Linked DNA regions of Sus scrofa: region 2 is linked to region 1. A link is a contact called in public HiChIP or PLAC-seq data. All regions are on one chromosome and are shown on one strand. The core of a region is the stretch at or near the end of the contact, and the rest is flanking DNA. Distances in the headings are between cores, read along the strand shown. Region 1 holds the start of FMNL2 (formin-like protein 2). Region 2 holds the start of PRPF40A (pre-mRNA processing factor 40 homolog A).

Region 1 (6,558 bases), core at 2,271-4,770:
ATAAGTATCCGCACAAGGAGTCTCTTTTTAAGGTAATACCAGTGCCTTTTAAAGAAGCTAAGTGAACTTAGCTACAGAGCACTTTCTTACATTTAAAACCTGAGGAGATGCCAACAAAATACAGCTGATCTTGTATTTGCTGAGTATTTGCTGTGAATGAAGGAAGAGCTTCTTTGAAAACAATTACACCGTTAAGGGGGAATTCCTGATCAAGCCATCTCTAACATAGCTTGCAAATGCCTAGCACAGGGAAGATAAAGCTCTTAACGTTTCATTTTCTGTGGAAGATGAATGGATAGTTTTAATAGATACCTATCTATCTATGTTTTGGCCAATATTTTGCAACATTGCAAGTCATAGCAAATCATATGTGTTAATGATCAGAACATGGAATACATATTTAAAAACAATAAACTGATTTTAATTTTGTGGAGAGGGAGCAACAGGGCTACAATGAAAGGAATAGACATGTCTTCTTTCTCTCTCTTCACGCAAATATTTTACTGAGATTTTGGTAGAAATTCCTAGAGAAACTAACATAATGAATGTTTTATTTTTGCACTAATAATAGTCATAAATATAACCAAATATTAGAGATTGCAAACCTTGAAATGGCAGAGAAGTTCATTTCATTCATGGATTTGCACACATTGTCCTTGGCTGCTCTCAAAGTGTGAGATTATGAGAGAGACTTGATGTGATAAGACTTAAGGGGAGAAAAAGGTCCTGGTCACTGCAGAAATATGGCCAGAGGGAGCCATTAAATGTAATTTTAAAAAAGGATTTCTCAACTGAAGAAAAGAATTTTAGCTTTTCCATCCAGATGGGCAACCTTCTGGGTGGGCTGATTTTGTGAGTCAATCAGACCCAAAGTGTATGTCTAGAGATTACAAAGAAAATAAATACATTTGTGGGTCAGAAATGTCTCATTTGGTCTGAACTAACTGCTTTTCTTTCTCACTCATTTGCACTAGTTGGAGTGTGTGTGTGTGTGTGTGTCCCTGTTCTTTTCTTGATTGGTATTACATTTACTATTACTTTGGATGCAGTGTAATTTTAGAAATACAGATTGAATTTATTCAGATTTTAAAATTGAATTTATTTATACTCACTCCCTTCTTTAAAACACTATAGGTGGTTTAGTCAAGAGACCATACACAAACAAGACGTATTTGTGTGTGTATTTACTCCATAGGCTTTTATTAAAAATCACTTGTCAGGAGTTCCCATCGTGGCTCAGAGGTTAACGAATCCGACTAGGAACCATGAAGTTGAGGGTTCGATCCCTGGCCTTACTCAGTGGGTTAAGGATCTGATGTTCCCATGAGCTGTGGTGTAGGTCACAGACATGGCTCGGATATAGCATTGCTGCAGCTGTGGCATAGGCCAGCGGCTACAGCTCCGATTAGACCCCTAGCCTGGGAACCTCTATATACTATGGGAGCAGCGCTAGAAAAGGGAAAAAAAAAAATTACTTGTCAATTCAACAAATAGTCATTGAACATCTACTGTGCTCAAGGCATCTTGGTATTTATAAAGTGGAATAAAAGCTGGCCCTTGGTGCTTGAGTCTTCGTGTGTAACCTCATACAGAAGCAGTGACTTTTTAACAAAAGAGTAACAATTCTGGTTTCATATCAGAACCACCTGGGGAGCTTGTTAAACATACACCTGCCCAGGCCCCAGCTCTCAGCTTAGAGGAATTCTGACAATAGTCAAGGCCCATCGTGTGTGCAGTTTTAACAAGAAGCTCCCCATAAGAATCTGATACACAAACTAGGATTAAGAAACACTGCTTTGGAGTTCCCGTCGTGGAGCAGTAGTTAACGAATCCGACTAGGAACCATGAGGTTGCGGGTTCAATCCCTGGCCTTGCGCAGTGGGTTAAGGATCCAGGTTGCCTGTGAGCTGTGGTGTAGGTTGCAGACGCGGCTCAGATCCCACGTTGCTGTGGCTCTGGTGTAGGCTGGTGACTACAGCTCTGATTCGACCCCTAGCCTGGGAACCTTCCTATGTCGCAGGAAGTGGCCCTAGAAAAGACAAAAAGACACACACACACAAAAGAAACACTGCTTTAAGCTAAGAGAGGACTAATTGCTGGAGTTCAGCCACAAGTCAACCAGGTGGATGGCCCTTGAAATCCACAAAGTGAGCAGCTGGCTCAAGTCGGTTATAAGGCTATTTCTCTCTATTCCCACTGCTTCAGAATGGATCCTTAGAGTCTGAAAAGCACCCCAGAGGCTAGACTCTATCTTCTATGTAAAACACCTGGAACAAGAATGTTCTAAAGGAATAACTACAACCAAAGACCATCTCCAAAGCCTCCCCAAACACTTTATTCTTATTTCTGTCTCACACAACGTATGGTTATTTGTGTAAATTTTCTCTTTCCACCAGATAGGAAAGTATTCCAGAGCAAGAGCAAATTCTCTTTTGTTCTCTAGCTAAGGAACACAGTAACCCACACATAATAGCTATTTGGTAAGTGTTTGTTTTGAATTGAATTGAATCCTTCTCATCCAAATCGTGGGGTCTGACCATATATACCTATATCCGTTGTGGATAGTTATAAATATCCATCAAGGCATATATTTATTAATATTTCAAACGCACAAAAGAATAGCTAATATACATACGGAAGAAAACACCCACGGGCCCACATTCCAGTTTATGATGTAGGAAGTTGCCAATACCTTTGAGATCTCCTGTTGAACTAGATCCTCTTGAAGAGCTCTTGAAATTTAAATCGGAATGCGTGCATTCAATTACTGACTGGCCCAGTCATTCATTTGCCAAATGGACCTACTAAGTGTCAGAATCGATGTAGACAAGACATCTGACAACGGTCATTTCTTCTATTGAAGTGAGCGGGTGTCAAAAGTGACAAACTCTTTCCAGAGGTGTACATACAGATTGCCTTTGCTGCAGGCGGTCCTAACCCCGCCTGGGCCCCTAGAGCGGGCGTAGTTCCTGAGTGCGGACACTTGGGGCAGAAACTACGCGTCCCGGCAGTCCGCGGGGCGAGTGGGCGGAGCCGGGCCGGGGGCGGGGGCCGGGCTAGAGGGGGCATTGTGTCGGGAGCGCGGAGCTGCATTTGTCTGCTCGAGGTGCTGGCAGAGAGAGCGTAGTGTTCGCCGGCATAGAGCTAGAAGTGTCAGCGGCGGCCCCGGCCCGGGCCCTGGCTGGAGACCGACTCGGAGCAACCACGCGCCCACTGGCAGAGGGCGGCGTGCCCGCGGTGCAACATGCAGATAGGCGCCCGGCGCCCTGACGACCCCTCCCGAGAAAAGGAGGCCGGGGCGGCGCTGGGGCGGCGGGGAGCATGAGGGAGGCTGGGGGGCGGCTCGGCTCGGAACGCTGCTAGGGAGCGGCGCGCGCCGCACACTCGCCGGGGCGCAGCGGAGGGCGGGGAGCCGGGCAGGTCGCGCCAGCGGGCGGGAGCCGGCTGCCCGGAGCTGTTCTGATTTCCGACGCTGACGCAAGGGGCCCGGAGTAGCCCCCGGCCCCGGCGTGCAGCCAACATGGGCAATGCTGGGAGCATGGATTCGCAGCAGACCGATTTCAGGGCGCACAACGTACCTTTGAAGCTGCCGATGCCCGAACCAGGTGAACTGGAGGAGCGATTTGCCATCGTGCTGGTGAGTGCGCAGCTGTGGTTGGGAGCAGGGCACCCGGGCCCCCGGCTGGGCGGTGCAGGTGACCCCCGCCCCTTTCCTTTCTCTCCTCGCCGGGAGTGAGCCCCTGTCCCGAGGGGGAGGTGCCCCCCTCCCCCATTGTGGCCTCCGCTGCCTCTTCTCCGCCCTCCTTCGAGCCCCTCCGCGCTCAGACTTCTTGGGGTCCCAGGATGGGGTCGGGGACTCGGGGTTGGCTGCCTAGCCGGCCCCGAAGCCATTGTCTGGCGGGAGAGGCACCTCGCAGCGTGTGTGTCCGGGAGGTGCGGTGTGGGCGTGAAGGGAAGGTGGCGCGGGCCGGGGAGGAGGGGGCGGCGAGCTGCTAAGGCTTTTTGTCTAAGAAGAAGAAGAAGGAAAAAAAAAAAAAAAATCCGGCAGACCCGGAGTCCCCGTAGATGTTCCGGCGGGCGCCCAGACCCGGCCCTGCGGGCTCCGGGACAGATGCGCATGTGGCTGGCCTCGGGCGCCGCGCGGTGAGCGAAAGCGAACTTGGGAGGCGGACGTAGCTGCTTGGCCGAGGGGCGCTCCCCCCAAAAGGGAAGGAGGAGACCCGCGGCAGTGCGGCGCCCCAGTCCCTAAGCGAGAAGGGGGACGTCTGAAACCCATTCGAGAGAGAAGCTTCGCCTCAGCGCGTTCCTTTTAGTCTTAAATCTTAAAACCACAAAAATGTGTAGTTTTGCGGGGACGTGTTGCGAGCTGTCTTGACTCCGGGGACGACCCCTCCCCTCCCCCAGCACACCCAGACAAATCTCTGGCTCCCTTCTGAAATCAGCTGCTCCTAGCTTCCCAGCTTCTAAATCTAAGACACTGACGACTCCCTTCTCTCTTTCCTGCTGGGTCTAAGTTTCTTGGGCCCCTCCCAGCTAGGGCTTGTCAGCGCTGCGAGCCCAGGAGGGTGTGGCGGCCTCCCCCTCGCCTGAGTCGGAGTCTGTACTACAGTTGGTACCAAGATTTCAAATTGTAGTGTCCCAGTCTCTCTTAAGGGGCGTTGAGGGGCAGGGGGGAAACGGGCAAGATCGGACACGTTCCTAATACTTTCACTTGTATATTTCCCTTTTCCTAGCTAGTTATCTTTACATTCTGCAATGTTAGGCAGCAAGAGAAACTTGTGTTTAAGGCAGTGGAATTTTGAGTCGGCCTGCGGGGTTTTGGCATGTAACCTCACAACTTTGAGAAACGACCGGAGTCTGAACTCTGGGACGTTAAAATTGCCTTTCTTTAGGCCTTTAAAAGGGACTGCTTTGATATGGGGAGTAGTGTTTTGGATGTTAAGTTGGCTCTGTGCTTTTTGGAAGAAGAGGCCACGAGCTTTTTCACGCCACCTGGAAACTCTGGTGTGGAGATAAATGAGGCTGCCTGCCTTGCGTTGCATCTTCTGTGATCTCCCCCAGCTGCTCCCACTGTTGTGCAGAGTGAGACACTCTGAAATGAAACAGCATAGGCTTAATTACTTCTCAAGGCAGCCTGGATGCATACTTGACCTGTCTTTCAAAATCCTCTTCCTACCAGACGGCAGGGTTCTTACCTCCTAGCTCTGGGTTTTCTGTTTGTCAGCCCACGATGTGTGTGTTTGTGTGTATGTGTGTACTCTTGAAGTGTGAGGACCAGTGATAACAGGAAAACCAGATAATAACAATAATGCAATTAAGTTCTCAACTGGGATAGCCTGGTTTGCATGAGCTATCAGTTACCCTGCTGATTAATAACACCTGGTATGAATTAATCTTTAGACAAATAATGTCCCATCATTAACATGGTGGATTTGCGTTACTTTTAAGTCTAGGAGTATTTATTTATATATATAATATACATATTATATATTTAGTATGTAGAAATTCATGATTCTACATCACAAGCTGTGTGTGGGGGCAATGATTGGTTGTGTGGCTTCTTTTACTGTGTGTCACGCACAATTACTGGACATGGTTCCTTTCTTAATTGTTTACAATATTGTAAGCCTTTCAAAATCAAAAAACACCAGGCTGACCTTTTTGGGATTGAGACAAAGCTTTAGGAAAAGTCTCAGCTTGAGGGCCCTCTTGTTAGGAATCCACTGGGACCATTGATGTAATGTTTAATGTAACTCTCCGTAGTTGACTCCAGCTGCTCTTTGGAAGCCTACAAGAAGAGTTAAAAGGAATCATCTTTATGGGCTGATAAAAGTAGAGTTATGATGACTTCTCTTGTCAGGTTTTTTTTTTTTTTCTGAAGTTGTACATGTGATGCTCTCAACTGTGCTTTTCTTCATGAGTTGCTTAAGAAATCAGCTCAAACCACTTAATTCTGGAGATAAGCTTAAAGGACAGATAATATATATAGGTGGTAACATTTAAAGTGTATACCTGGAGGAATTCTCTGTCCTGAGACAAAGGGAATCGTGGGGGTATTATTGATACTAGTTTTATTTTCCTATATGGTAAAGATCATATATGTGTTTTGGGAGGAAAATAGGGTGGTAATACTGTACACAAAAGTATACAAGCGCTTCCTTGCATCTATGGCAATAATTACAGCCATTTCAGGTATGGAAAACAATTCCTCTCACCCCCAAACTCTGCAGTATTTAAAGTGTTGAGGAAGAGTAAATAAAAGTTTAAATGACAGAAATCCATCTATCTCTGGAAAATCTTTTTTTTTTTTTTTTGCTTTTGAGGGGCCATACCCGAGGCATTTGGAAATTTCCAGGCTAGGAGGTCTAATCAGAGCTACAGCTGCTGGCCTATGCTAGAGCCACAGCAACTCAGGATCCGAGCCACATCTGTAACCTATACCACAGCTCATGGCATGGCTGGATCCTTAATCCGCTGAGCGAGGCCAGGGATTGAACCCGCAACCTCATGGTTCCTAGTCGAATTCGTTTCTGCTGTGCCACGACAGGAACTCCTTAT
Region 2 (6,558 bases), core at 1,146-3,645, 390 kb after region 1:
TATAATTTCACCAGTAACTCAAACCATCAAGGCTTAAATGATTATCAAAGTAAACAGTACTAATTAACAAAAAGATCATACCTAATTGATTGGCTTTCCAAATTTTTTGTTAGCCTAAATATTTGATGCTTTATTGTGATACTACATGGAAAGAACTCAGCCACCAAAAGATATGGTATAATAGAACCTCAGAGGGGGCACAAAATTAGTTATGGTAATTGAACCTGTTACCTTTCTAGGATGCTTTTCTAGGAATTCAGTTCTGTTGAATTCACTGAATCAGCATTAAAACCTTTTGGTCCAAATCACTCCCACAAAATGTCTGTTTACAATTTATGTTGGAGATGGAAGGGACAGCTCAAAAGCAGGAGTGCGGAAGCAATAAGCATTTAAAAAAAAACGAGGACACAAGACAGTGTAAGTGGAAAATGAACTATATGGCACCGTCCTATGAAAAACCAAATCAGAGTAGAACTTTCCCACCTCCACCCACCCCCACCACACAGACACCACAAATAGGAAGCTATTTCAGGAATAAAATTCATTCTAAGCCAAAGGCTTAAACAATTGCTATTTCCAGATTCTATGCATAGACATGGTCCACCAATATAAATTACATTGACATAGTATATTTACTTCAACTGACATACTTGGAGGGGAAAAGTAATTAAACTAAAAAGCCTAGGTATACATTGCTACTTTCAAATTAAACAAAACAAAAACAACTCAGCTTTGTTGCTTCAGAAAGTTAACCTCTCATACAGAAGACTTTCCATTACAAACAAATTTGGTAAATGACACAATTCCACATTTCACTTATTTGAAAATATTATTTTGGCATAAACTAAAACTCAAAACAGCTGCAAATATTGACCCAGATTTTGAATTTTGACACAAGAACACCAGAGGTAAAAAGTAAACAAATAAATACATAGTAAAACAAAACATTCTTACTTGTCCCATTGGTGGCCCTCCCATAGGGGGCATCATTTGCGGCATCATTCCATGAGGTACAGGAGGCATATTCGCTCTCTGACCCATAGGGTGCATTCCCATTGGGGCATAATGCATGCTAGGGTGCCCCATCTGAAAAAAAAAAAAAAAAAGAAAAAAAAAAAAAAGGAAAATTTACAAATTAGCAAAGACCGATAAATGCATCTCAAAAATTAACGAAGACTAATAAATGCTTCTCAAAAATCTGACTTCAACAAGTCAGTTATGCGCATAACATTATATTTGTCTAATATGTGACTAAACTATTGATTCAACATTTACTTTCTGGTCTTAAATCTGCAACTTAGCAAATTTCAGAAAGTGGAAAAAATTAAAATCATTACTGGATACCTAATTCATTTTTTAAAACATGATGATTTAATCAATTACTAAATGGCTTGCTAAAGTGAGAGAATACAGTTTAAACGCCAGCCTAAAAACTATCATGGTGAAAACCACAGCTTTGTCCTACTTCACAGATATAAGACAGCTTATTTTTATTTTATTGCGCCATTTATCCTTACTTTCTACATTGATTTTAAACTTTAAAATGCCGAAGTTACCAAATTAACTCAGATAAGGGCTACCCTTATAAAACACCAACAGTATGGATCCTCAGGAACACTTCACTCTTAATACATAAACATACTACTTACAACAGAATCTTTGAGAAAAATTACTTATGCCAAAAAAAAAAAAAAATCCCAAAGACCGAGGTCTGTCATTCATAGATACTAAAGTAAATAACTAATTCATCCATCTTAACGAGCTCCTATAAAAAGACAACTACTTTCTTTACCTGTGTCTTCATTGTTCCAGGCCTTAAAACCAGGTAACTATCTCCTGCCAATTCTCCCAGCTGTCCTCCCGCTACGGACACCACTAACACAGGTGAAGAAATTCTGGCAGCCTGTTTTAGACTCTACAGAATCAAATCTCCGCCTCCCCAACACGGCTAAGTCAGGCCTACCTCTCCAAAACGCTCACCCCGCCCGCGACCAGCACAACCAACGCGCAACTGCCTAGGCCAAACCCACCAGCAACTTCCAGGGTCCCACTTCCTTTTCTTTGTGCACCCCCGCCCTCCATTTCTCTCCCCCGGAACATATCCCACCATCTCGAGCTCTTCCTTCGTCCACTCTCATCTTCTTCTCCTTTGGGAGAAAGCTTCCTCTCTCTCTGACTCCGTTTTCATTGTGCCGCTTTCCCCTGCCCCACCGATCCCTTACCGAGGGCCGTCTCCTCAGGAAGCCGTCAGCAGAGACCCAAGAGCTGGAGCAGAGGCTTGAGCCGGACAATCTCCGCTCCCCGTCCCCGGGACCCCGCGAGGGAGGATGGCTCTCCATTTCACTCACCATGAGGCCTCCTCGCTCAGCTCCCGTCCCCGGCCTCATCGTCGGGCTCAGACTGCTCCGCCGGCGGCCACTGCCGCTACACATACCAACAAGAAGCGATCTGAGTGGCTGGAGCCCACTGGGGCCAAAGGTTAAAGGCTGCCCTGCGCTACGGGGCGGAACCAGCGGGGCCAATAAGCTGACAGGCTTCTCCGCTGTCCAATCAGACTGCGCTGCCGACACGCAGCTCTTCGGCGATTCGCTCCCAACCTCAGCCTCACTCGGCGTCGCCTGCATGGAGGGGGGAGGGGGACGGAGGAAGTTTCTGTTGCAAGTCCTCTTGGGGAAAAACTCCAGTAACTTACCCCAGGGAAGGGAAGACGTCTGTGTCTCAGCCTCCCGAGCTTAGTTCGCCTCACCCCGAAGGGGGTGGGGCAGTGGGGTTCTGCCACCTTCACCCCCCGCCCGAGTTACGTACGCCCCCACAAACCTGAGGCCGCCTGGGGTGGGGTGGGGTGGTAGGGTGGGGTGGGATGGTAGGGTGGGGGTGGGGGTGGGGAAAGCTTCTAGCGTTAGCGGTGGCCGGATACGCGCGCGCGCGCGCGCGCGGGGGGCGGATCGAGTTGGAGGGAGGGGGCGAAGAAGGCTAGAGGAGGGGTCTTGAGAAGGTTCGATCTCCGTAAGATCCAACTGGGGAGCGGGCGCCGGGATAGGGGAGTGAGGGGAGCCGGAGGCGTGCCAAGCTGCGTGGTGGGAAGTTGTAGTGGGGCGGGGAGAACAAAACGTAAGGGAAGGAGGAATGGGCTGTTAAGGGAGGTGAGGGTGCGGGGTGGTGAACTGCCGTGGAGGGAAGCGGGGGTGGAGGTAGGAGCGAGTGTAAGGCGTAAAAGTGAGAAAACAAATTGAGTCGGTAATGTGTATTAGGGCGCATGGCGGGCGCTAGGACCGGGTGCCACGAAGGTGCGACTTTGGGGCTGCCGGGCCGCGCTCTTGCTTAGAGGCGACGCTGCGATGGCCGAGGTCTCAGGGCGAGACGAACCTGTGCAGGGATAGGGGACTTGACTGCCTTCGGCCTCTTCTTTCCTCCCCTCTGCGCTCTTCTCTGCTCGCCTTCCCTCCTACAGCTTGAGGGTAGTACCCTGATCCTGGGACGCCCAGCCTCTCCAACTCCACAGCACCTTACCCGCCCAGCCGCCCACCCTTGCGCACCCCTGCGCGCCTCTGTCTGGTGGTTTAGGCCGGGGGGGGGCCGTTGATTGGCTGCTGGGACCGCGGGGAGGGGCTGGTGAACAACGCTCGCTCTCTGGGCCTCACTGTCTTTCCCGCCATGTCGTTCGTGGAGAGCGGGAGGCGCCCGGCCCCTCTGCGCCGTCGTCCGGGTACCCCTGTCCCGTTCGCTCGGCCGGCATTTTCCGCTTCCACTCAGGGAGACAGCTGGGGTGAGGGTGAAGTCGATGAGGAGGAGGGATGCGACCGAGTAGCCCGTGACCTGCGAGCGGAATTCTCGGCCAGGGCGTCGCCCGAACCTAGAAAGGACTCGCTCCTCCGGCCAGATGGGGACGGGTCTTCCCTCCTGGCGGATAAGCGGAATGGCATCTTGGCGGATGCGGGCGGTCGAACCCGAGCTCGGCGCTGGCCGGTCCAGGTCCTCTCAATTCTCTGTTCGCTGCTGTTCGCCATCCTCCTTGCCTTCCTCCTCGCCATCACCTACCTGATCGTAAAAGGTACTGAAGTCCAGAAACTGTATAGTTTTTTAAGCTGAGGTTGGACGTGGCTCTCGGCTTCAGCTCCTTCTCCCTATCAAAGGCCACCAAGCTGTAGCGACTTCCATCCAGAGTCCTCATCCGCATTTTTTGGCCTTCCCGTTTTGTTTTCTTTTTCTTAAAGGTGGAAGACCTTGGTCTGTGGTCAGGAGACCTATTTTAAGAAAGGGTCTTCATTAAGTGGGTAGTCATGAAAAAGAGAAAAAGTATCTTAAAGTCAGTGAACACTTGGGGTAAAACCTTAGCAAACTTAAGCAAAATTCAAGACAACCATCATTAAAGGAAGACGGTGAAAAGTGTAATTAAAGTAGGCTATGCAAGTTCAAAGACTTTAATCTGCAAATGATTAAAGATGTGTGTAATACACTGATTCCTCTGTACACTTAAGGAATTCCTGAAGGACAAGGATTTGCATCCTACAACCCAAATTTCTCTTGTATAGATAAAATTAGTACCTCTCGGTTTCGTCTTAGGTTTGCACCCAGTGTAGTGGTAAAGTTCTGTTGCGGGATCTTGAGTCTGTTTTTTCTCCGATTGATAGTTTTATTTCCCGGTGTCTTAAGTTGAAATATTGGCCAGATTGGAACAGATGTGCCTTGAAAGGTTTTCCACAGCTTATATGAATATATTATGTGGTTAGGTAATTTATATTGCAGTGGAAGGAATCAGACCTGAGTTTAAATCTCAGTTCTCACTGATGTGTGACTTTGGCTAAGTTACTGAAAAAGAAAAAAACAAAACTACCTTAGTATGAAAAGCATCCAACGCATTGTTATCCGAGTCAGTTTAATTCAAGTTTTTATTTTTCCTCATTGCTTCCAAGCCCCTTGTGGGCTGCAGGTGCATGTAGCAGATTACCATGCTGGATTTTCATAGAGAAGACTAATTGGCAAGTTAATTATGAGTTTTACCTCTTCAAACAATAGTATTGGGTGTAAACTCAATGTCAAACTTTGACAATGTTTCATTCCTCTATCCCTTCTCTCCTGCATTTTTTCCAAAGCAACTCAGAGTTTTGTCTTTTAGGCAATTTCTTTCTTTCTTGCACTGAGAGATTCTTTGTTCATAAAGTCATAAAACTGGATAAGTGGAAGTCCACTGCAGAAGACATTGAGCTGTGCCTATTTTGGAGAATGGAGAAAGGAGCTGAGGCAAAACGAAGTAATCTGAATTACATAAAATGTCTTCACAACATTCCTAGGGAATAAAAATTCCCATGTTTTATGTACATGTCAGTTGATTCACAGAAACATCTTATTTGCTTACTGAAGGTCACATAGCTAGTAAATGATATCAGAATTTGAACCCAGTTGTCTCAGACTCCAAAGAAAGCACTTTCCGCAGTTCCACAATGTCTTTCTAGCCTTTGAATTACTGTTCAAAGTACAGAATCTTTTTTTTTTTTTTTTTTTTTTTGTCTTTTTGCCATTTCTTGGGCCACTCCTGCGGGTCAGATCAGAGCTGTAGCTGCCAGCCTACCTCAGAGCCACAGCAACGTGGGATCCGAGCCACGTCTGCAACCTATAGGGCAGGGTCACGGCAACGCCGGATCCTTAACCACTGAGCAAGGGCAGGGATCGAACCCGCAACCTCATGGTTCTTGGTCGGATTTGTTAACCACTGAGCCATGACAGGAACTCCAGAATCATTTTTTACCAAAGCCCTTTTTGTATTTACAGAGTTACATGCTGAGAATTTGAAGAATGAAGATGATGTTCATACTGGGCTGTTAGGTATGGACTTTATTGTCATTTGATTTGATTTCTAGGTCATGTTTAAACTGTACAAAATTTTGGGTAAAATATCTACTATATTCACTTGTACAGTTGATTGTCTTAATCTTTCATTTGCATACATGTGTGGTAAATTGTATTAGATTTTCTTTGTATATATGTATGGGTGTATACTACACACACTAGGAATATATTTTTAACACTACTGTATGTAACAAAGACCCAGAGAATCTTAACATTTTTTAGTTGCCTTTTAGAAAAGACTCTTTACACTTCCAAGAAATTTAAAAAAAAGTAAATAGGAAACATTCCCTCACAAACTTAGCAAAGATAACTTCTTTAGCAGACATCAGGAGAAATTTAAGTTCTAATCTCCTTATAAGCGTCTTAGTTTTTTAAAAATGTAAAAAATACTGGGCATATTTAACACAGGTTAATCATAACAGGAAGAGTCAGAAATTAATGTCTGTAGAATGCTATAGTTTACAGGTTTGTAGTGAAAAATTCAGGGTTATTTATCATTTCTCTGCTAAAATGATTTTAAAGAGTTCAGAACTTTACCTCTATCACATTTTACTCCTATTAGCTATAATTTATTTGGCCAATTACCCCAATTGCTGCGGGGTGGGGGGGGGCAGTGTAAGTTAGGTTGATCTCCTATCCTGCGTGTTATTCTCTCCCCCAATCTCAGCTAAGCTGTTTAAACTACCTTTTCAAGGCTAATGTCCTCATGAA

The links. HiChIP or PLAC-seq counts read pairs in DNA pulled down with a chosen protein or histone mark.
Region 2: a contact with region 1 is called in an H3K27ac HiChIP or PLAC-seq map of skeletal muscle. The contact joins the promoter of PRPF40A here to the promoter of FMNL2 in region 1. A contact is called at or near these places in 1 of 5 promoter capture datasets (fetal liver) and 1 of 2 datasets of contacts at active chromatin or transcription factors (skeletal muscle).

What each region holds. Positions count from the first base shown.
Region 1 is chr15:60,050,780-60,057,337 of Sscrofa11.1, forward strand. It overlaps FMNL2 (formin-like protein 2), which reads left to right and starts at 3,521. Exons shown (of 28, transcript XM_005671848.3): 1 at 3,521-3,637. The coding sequence starts at 3,521.
Region 2 is chr15:60,436,985-60,443,542 of Sscrofa11.1, forward strand. PRPF40A (pre-mRNA processing factor 40 homolog A) reads right to left here and starts at 2,396. Exons shown (of 26, transcript NM_001244573.1): 1 at 2,223-2,396; 2 at 955-1,086. The coding sequence starts at 2,387. It overlaps ARL6IP6 (ADP-ribosylation factor-like protein 6-interacting protein 6), which reads left to right and starts at 2,604. Exons shown (of 4, transcript XM_001926700.7): 1 at 2,604-4,051; 2 at 5,770-5,823. The coding sequence starts at 3,655.